Regions from separate parts of the Mus musculus genome. Here region 1 is linked to region 2. Evidence: chromatin contacts called from public HiChIP or PLAC-seq data. All regions are on one chromosome and are shown on one strand. The core of a region is the stretch at or near the end of the contact, and the rest is flanking DNA. Distances in the headings are between cores, read along the strand shown. Region 1 has its middle 7.3 kb from the start of Gm31496. Region 2 holds the start of Itih5 (inter-alpha (globulin) inhibitor H5).

Region 1 (2,788 bases), core at 13-2,512, 150 kb before region 2:
ATACTCTGGGTCCCTGCTTCTCCCCCCTCTTCAACAGCCATAGGTATTATCAAAAACCCAAGGAAAGGGCCACCCCTCTTGCCAGAAGGGCCGTCTGACTCATTCCTTTTTCTCCTTCTCCACCCCCCCCCCCCCACTCCACTGTGACCAAATAAGGTCAACTTCATCAGTACCTCAGAGTCAAGACTCCTGCCTAGGAACCAGCAAAACAGGAATGTGGACTAAAGAATGTTCGAGTTAGTTTTCTCTGGATACAGCCGTCCTTACAGCCTAGAAAAATGACAAGTTAATGGAAAGACATTTTCTTCTGTAGTTAAAAAGACAATAAAAATTAAATAAATAATTAAAAAAAGAGAAAGTCTAGAAAAATTCATGTGAGAATTGGCCACAGGAAATTTAACATGCTTTAATAGATATATTGATTTAGGTTTTACATTTTAATATTTTCATGTTCATAATGCCCGTTAATCTTGTCAACTTGTTGGAATTTAGAGTCATGTGGACACAAACCTAAGCGTATGCCGGGAGGAATTTTCTAGACTAGGGAGATTGAGACGGAGAAGACACACCCCAACATTGCTTAAACTGGGCTCTTAGAGCAAAAAAAGGCAAAAGACAGCAGCATTGTCTCTCCTGAGTCCCCACTGTGGACACCACGTGACCAGCTGCCGCGTGCTCCTGCGCCATCACCTCCCTGGGACAGCGCCCTGGAGCTGAGAGCTGGGAGAAGCCCGCCCTTCCTTAACTAGAGCCATGTGACCAGCTGCTGTGCTGATGCGCCATAAGCTCCGTAAACTCCCAGGGACCGGTGCCCTAGAGCTGGGAGCTGGGGGCTGGGAGCTGAGAGAAGCCTTTCCTTGAGCCAGCCAGCCAGCCAGCCTGTCTGCCTGCCTTAGCTATTGTCACAGCAGCAAGGAAAGTGACCAGTGCAGTACTCTAAACTTGAGTTTTAAAATGGTTTGGAAACGGAACTGTGAAGAAATTAGTAATAATGACACTGAACTAAAACTAAAATCATATTTTTCCCTCTTCTCACTTCACATTTTACAAATTGGATCACAGAATATTAAGTAAAAGAGGAAATCTTGTAATTCCATTATTCCATTAAATAGACTGAAACAAAATTAAAATGGATAATTTAATTTTCATTTGTTTTCATCTAATCCCGATCAGACCCATAAAATATTTTACACTCATAATCGCCATCAGAATTTTGAGTTGTTTTTCCCTGTGTTTCATTTATGAGAACTAGCCACGAGGGGGCGTTGTGGGCAGCCACGTGCACTGCCTTGACCCTCTTGCTACAGGAAGAGAAGCTGAGATACTTGCAAGCAGTGTTTTCTACAGCAGACTAAAGAGATCTTCCCTAATTTTTCTGTTCTCCTTCGTGCCATGTTCTTACACAGTACCTGGCCGACAGGAAGAACAGATGTGAACACTTGTTGACAATACCTGAGTCAAAATCAAAGCTGAGCTTATATGTCGTCATCTATCTGGTCCGTTTGTTAGCCAAGTGCCTGCCTGATCATATCTACCCAAACCAGGTATGAGTAAAATGTGGCTAAGAATTCTGCTAACTGAGCCACATCTCCAGCCTGACGATTGCTTTCTATGCAGTCATGATTTATCAATCCGCAGAACAACCAGAATTAAAGACATCAACACCAAGTGTTATCCTAACAGATTCCACTCGTCGACTGACCAATATTTCATGAACTTCATACAGAAAACTAGCATGGACTGTATTGTCAGTATCTATTTAAAGATATTCCTGTTATAAAGATGTATCAGAACTTATACAAGGTCAAACAACAAAAGCGCCTACTTTAGCCATTCAGAAGAGGCCTGCTCGATAATTTCTTAAATGTGCTTTTACTATGCCTATGTCGTTGTCCCACTCAGCATTGTCCGTTGGGTGTTAAGCACATCACTACACTATTCAACAGGGGCCCAGCTCTGTGTAATGGCTTGTTTCCCATGCACTGATAAATGTATTGCTTTTTAACAACATGTTGTTGTGGCCTTAGAGAGTTCCAGCTTCAACAATGTACATTGTGTTTATCCCCCGTCCCCCCATGTAGACAGCAGGAATGGGATCAATAAAGGAAAAGCATAATGGCTTTCCCTGCTTTATTTTAGTAGGTTATCTGATACTGTTTGCTGTTTTAGTCTTAGTCAATATTGGTGTCTCTGGGGGAGGTGGTGGGGACAGTGACTCTCCCCTCAACTCATTTCCTTTCAATGTTAAGCATAAAGCCAGTCAAGACAAAGGACACGAGGCGCTGGGGATTTAAAAGCAGTCCTTGAACCAATGACAGCTCAACCTAGTTTCTGTCACAGTGATGCTCTTTGCCCTTCCTGGGACTATGCTTGACTCTGTCCCACAAGCGTGTGGCCCCGAGGGTGAGGAAAGCAGGGTCAGTTTCTACAGAGGGCAACATGGCCACATCCCTTAGCTGAGGCTTTGCAGTGTCTCACGAACAGCTCAGGAACAGGTTTGAAAGGTCGGGACAGCAAAGTCTGCTGTAGTAGCAAACATACAAAGCAGAGGGGCTTCTTGGACTAGAGTCCGGATCTCTCATGTTGTAGTAAGGAACTGGGTTGTGGGGTACCGTGCATCTCCCCTCCTCATCTCTGAAAGTTTGCACCCCTACCTTCCCCTTCTGGCTGGATTTCCACAAGCGTGGATTCTCCACCTGAAATTGGAGAGGCAGAGATTCTACACAGAATAGTTGCTTTCACATCGTGTTTCCTGGGCTTCTAAGCTTTTTTTCTGGGCTTAGTAAAC
Region 2 (2,700 bases), core at 132-2,631:
GCTATGTCAAGTGCCAACCCTGCTGGCAGTTTAGAATACAGATCTAGGTAGCCAAGTCCTAACCAATAAAATATCTCTCATTTATTGAGTGCCTGCTGGATACCAGGTCCTTGCTATATGCTCAAAAGGAATTGTAAGCCAGACACGATGCACACCTATAATCCCAGCATTTGGAAGAGTCAGACTGGAAGACTGAGAGTTCAAAGCCAGCCTGGGTTAATAGCAGGCTTTAGTCCAGCCCTAGCCCCATAGAACAGCATGCCTTGCAGAGAAAATACATTGCATTCAAATATGGAGTGTGCTCAGGACAGCTGTAAATGGCAGAGTAGGCAGAGTGGGGACCAGCCTTTCTTTGGACCCAAGCCTACTTTTCTCCTACACCTCCACAAAAGCTCGCTTCTCCTACAGGATCCTTACAGGGATGTTAGGACATATCTGTTTGACAGTTTTCGTGGAACGTTTCCAGTGGTCAGACACTGGACTGAACCTTTTCATTTGCAGAGCTGTTGTCATCTGTGCGGTTATGAACTTAAAACACAAACTCTGACGTATGCACCAAGTACCTGAGCTTGACACTGGCTTAATTGTGGGACCTCCAGTAAACTACTCACAATTAATAAGAACCAGAGGGCAAATTGGGTTTTCCCATGTTTGGGTGGAGAGTGTTGAAGTTTCCAGGAGTTTAAGGCTTTTAATCAGCTATCGACCCCACCCCCCCACCCCCCCCCCCACCCCCCCCCCGCTTCCCGGGTGAGAGCTAACAGTTAACCATCTCACACTTCTAAGATTTTCGGAAACTTTCAATGAACTGCTGGGCAGGAGCCTTCTCAGAAATTTGTAAGGACGGATAGGAATCTGGTAGGCAGCGGGAGCTAACAAGAACATTGGATTCTGCACAACTTTGAAGTTCCATGTACGGCTCTGCGAGAATCTGGCACGGAGCAGGCGCTGAGGACCACTCAGAAGTAGCACAAGTGACCAACAGATGGGAAAGTCCCCATGCTGAAGACTGGGAAAAGAAACAGTGCAGACCCAGAGGAAGGCGATCCCCCTCCCCCCTTCCTTGCATCCTACAGATCAATTCCAGCCTGTCCAGAAGCCATAAGCCCCAGGGAGATGGAGGGAAGGGACAGAGTCGCTGGCTCCCACAGCTCTTTCCCCTACTTACTTGCTCCGAGGTGTCGTCCCAACTCCTTGCCTCTTCCTGGGACTCTGAGAAGAGGGGCAACCCCAAGCACAGCCCTAGCAGCAGGAGCATGGCGAAGCCAGAGCGCGCGACCTCTCTGGGACAGCGAAGGTTTTTCAGGGAGTTGGAGGAGCCGCGGCTGCAGAGAAACACGCTGCATCCAGCCCTTCCTCCACCAAAGCCCCGCCCATCAATGTCCCCGCCCCCTTTATGCCCTTCAGGCCATCCTGAGTCCTGTCGCCTGTCGCCGCACTACCACTACCCCAGGCCACGCCTCTCTGTCCCTTGGGGAGTTTAGAGGGCATCCTTGGCTCCGCCCACAACTCACCCTATGATCCCTATGATCCTAGTTTTGCCTCCCCTGGGCTCCAAGGTTGACCGCAGGCCAGCTTTCTGCAGGCCACCACCTCCATCCTCCAGCTTGAGGAGCTACTGGGTTCCCATGTTTGGTTCCAGGAGGAAAAGACTCCAGACCTGCCCTAGTTGAGTGCACAGCGAAGCGAACTTTGTCCTGCATGCAGTCAACAAACTTCAGTGGAACTTGTTTCCTCTGCCTGTAGCTGCCAGGTACATCACTCCAACCCTTCATCCCCCGGTTTCCTTCGCTTTAGGATTTGCATAATTCCTGTTGCCCAGATCAGCTTTTAGAGCTCACCTGAAGTCTAAAGTTGACAGGGGCCCGCCCTTAGTATCTGCCACCAATGCTAGAGTCACAAATAACACGAGATGACAACTGATGGTCTAAGGCACACAAGCTGCATTGTCCCATTTAATTGATGAACTCTGGTATTGGAGGACAGAAAAGAGAACCTGCGTTCGCTTTTGAGAACATAGAACATTTGAACCTGTTTGGATTTTAGCTGGGGAATGAGTAGCATGTATCTTGATTACAGAATGTTGGTTCTATTTCTGACTTGCCACAGGAAAACCACTTCCGGTGAACCTGCCATGCCTGACCTTTTGCAACCGTAGGTGTGGGGGGAGGGGCAGTCTTTTTGCCCTGTGCACAAATAATGTAGCTATGTGTTTAGTGCAAAAGGCAGTTGTCTCAAAGACATACTCTGTCTCTGGCAATTCCATCTATCTAGATAGGGTGAGAAACGGGCTTCTGTGACCAAAAATGGGGAAGTGGCTGCCCCCATCCTAGGCACGATATGTCCCGTTAGACAGCCAATAATAATCATGAGGTCTATAGAAACACAGAGAGTGTTGGCAGTGTGATGGTGGGTGTAGGGATGTCAGATCACAGAACCACATCAACTGACACATCATAACTAGGTAAAAACACACAGGAATACACTTCACAAAAATCAGCAACAGTAGGCATTATGGCTTGAGCAGCCACCTCCTCTTAAAACATCCCACTTATTATTCTTAGAGCAATGGTGTTCGTTCTGCAGAGAAATCAGGAGAAGTTCGAACAAGCAAACTTGGTGCTACTGTGAAATAAATGAAAGGAAGATCCTGGTCGTCAACGTTAATCATTTAATTAGCCTAATCACCCAGTAATTTAA

What was found. HiChIP or PLAC-seq counts read pairs in DNA pulled down with a chosen protein or histone mark.
Region 1: an H3K4me3 HiChIP or PLAC-seq map of embryonic stem cells shows a contact between it and region 2, with 43 read pairs. The contact joins the enhancer-like site here to the promoter of Itih5 in region 2. A contact is called at or near these places in 6 of 39 promoter capture datasets (the C10 cell line, embryonic stem cells, hematopoietic stem and progenitor cells and 2 more), 2 of 15 datasets of contacts at CTCF or cohesin (CD8 T cells and large pre-B cells), 34 of 484 Hi-C or Micro-C datasets (CD4 T cells, CD8 T cells, the G1E-ER4 cell line and 21 more), 15 of 115 datasets of contacts at active chromatin or transcription factors (CD8 T cells, PVALB interneurons, bone marrow-derived dendritic cells and 10 more) and 3 of 9 other capture datasets (adipose tissue, liver and pancreatic islet).

Annotation. Positions count from the first base shown.
Region 1 is chr2:10,298,920-10,301,707 of GRCm38.p6, reverse strand. No RefSeq gene overlaps it. Among named protein-coding and RNA genes, the nearest start is that of Gm31496, 7.3 kb to the left of the region's middle. Within about 2 kb of position 1,262, at least 63 of the 459 cell types and tissues checked have an H3K27ac peak or open chromatin away from gene starts, as enhancers often do. A contact at or near this core is called in embryonic limb bud, embryonic stem cells, stem cell-derived neural progenitor cells and 1 more, where this site is marked.
Region 2 is chr2:10,152,224-10,154,923 of GRCm38.p6, reverse strand. Itih5 (inter-alpha (globulin) inhibitor H5) reads right to left here and starts at 1,381. Exons shown (of 14, transcript NM_172471.2): 1 at 1,169-1,381. The coding sequence starts at 1,258.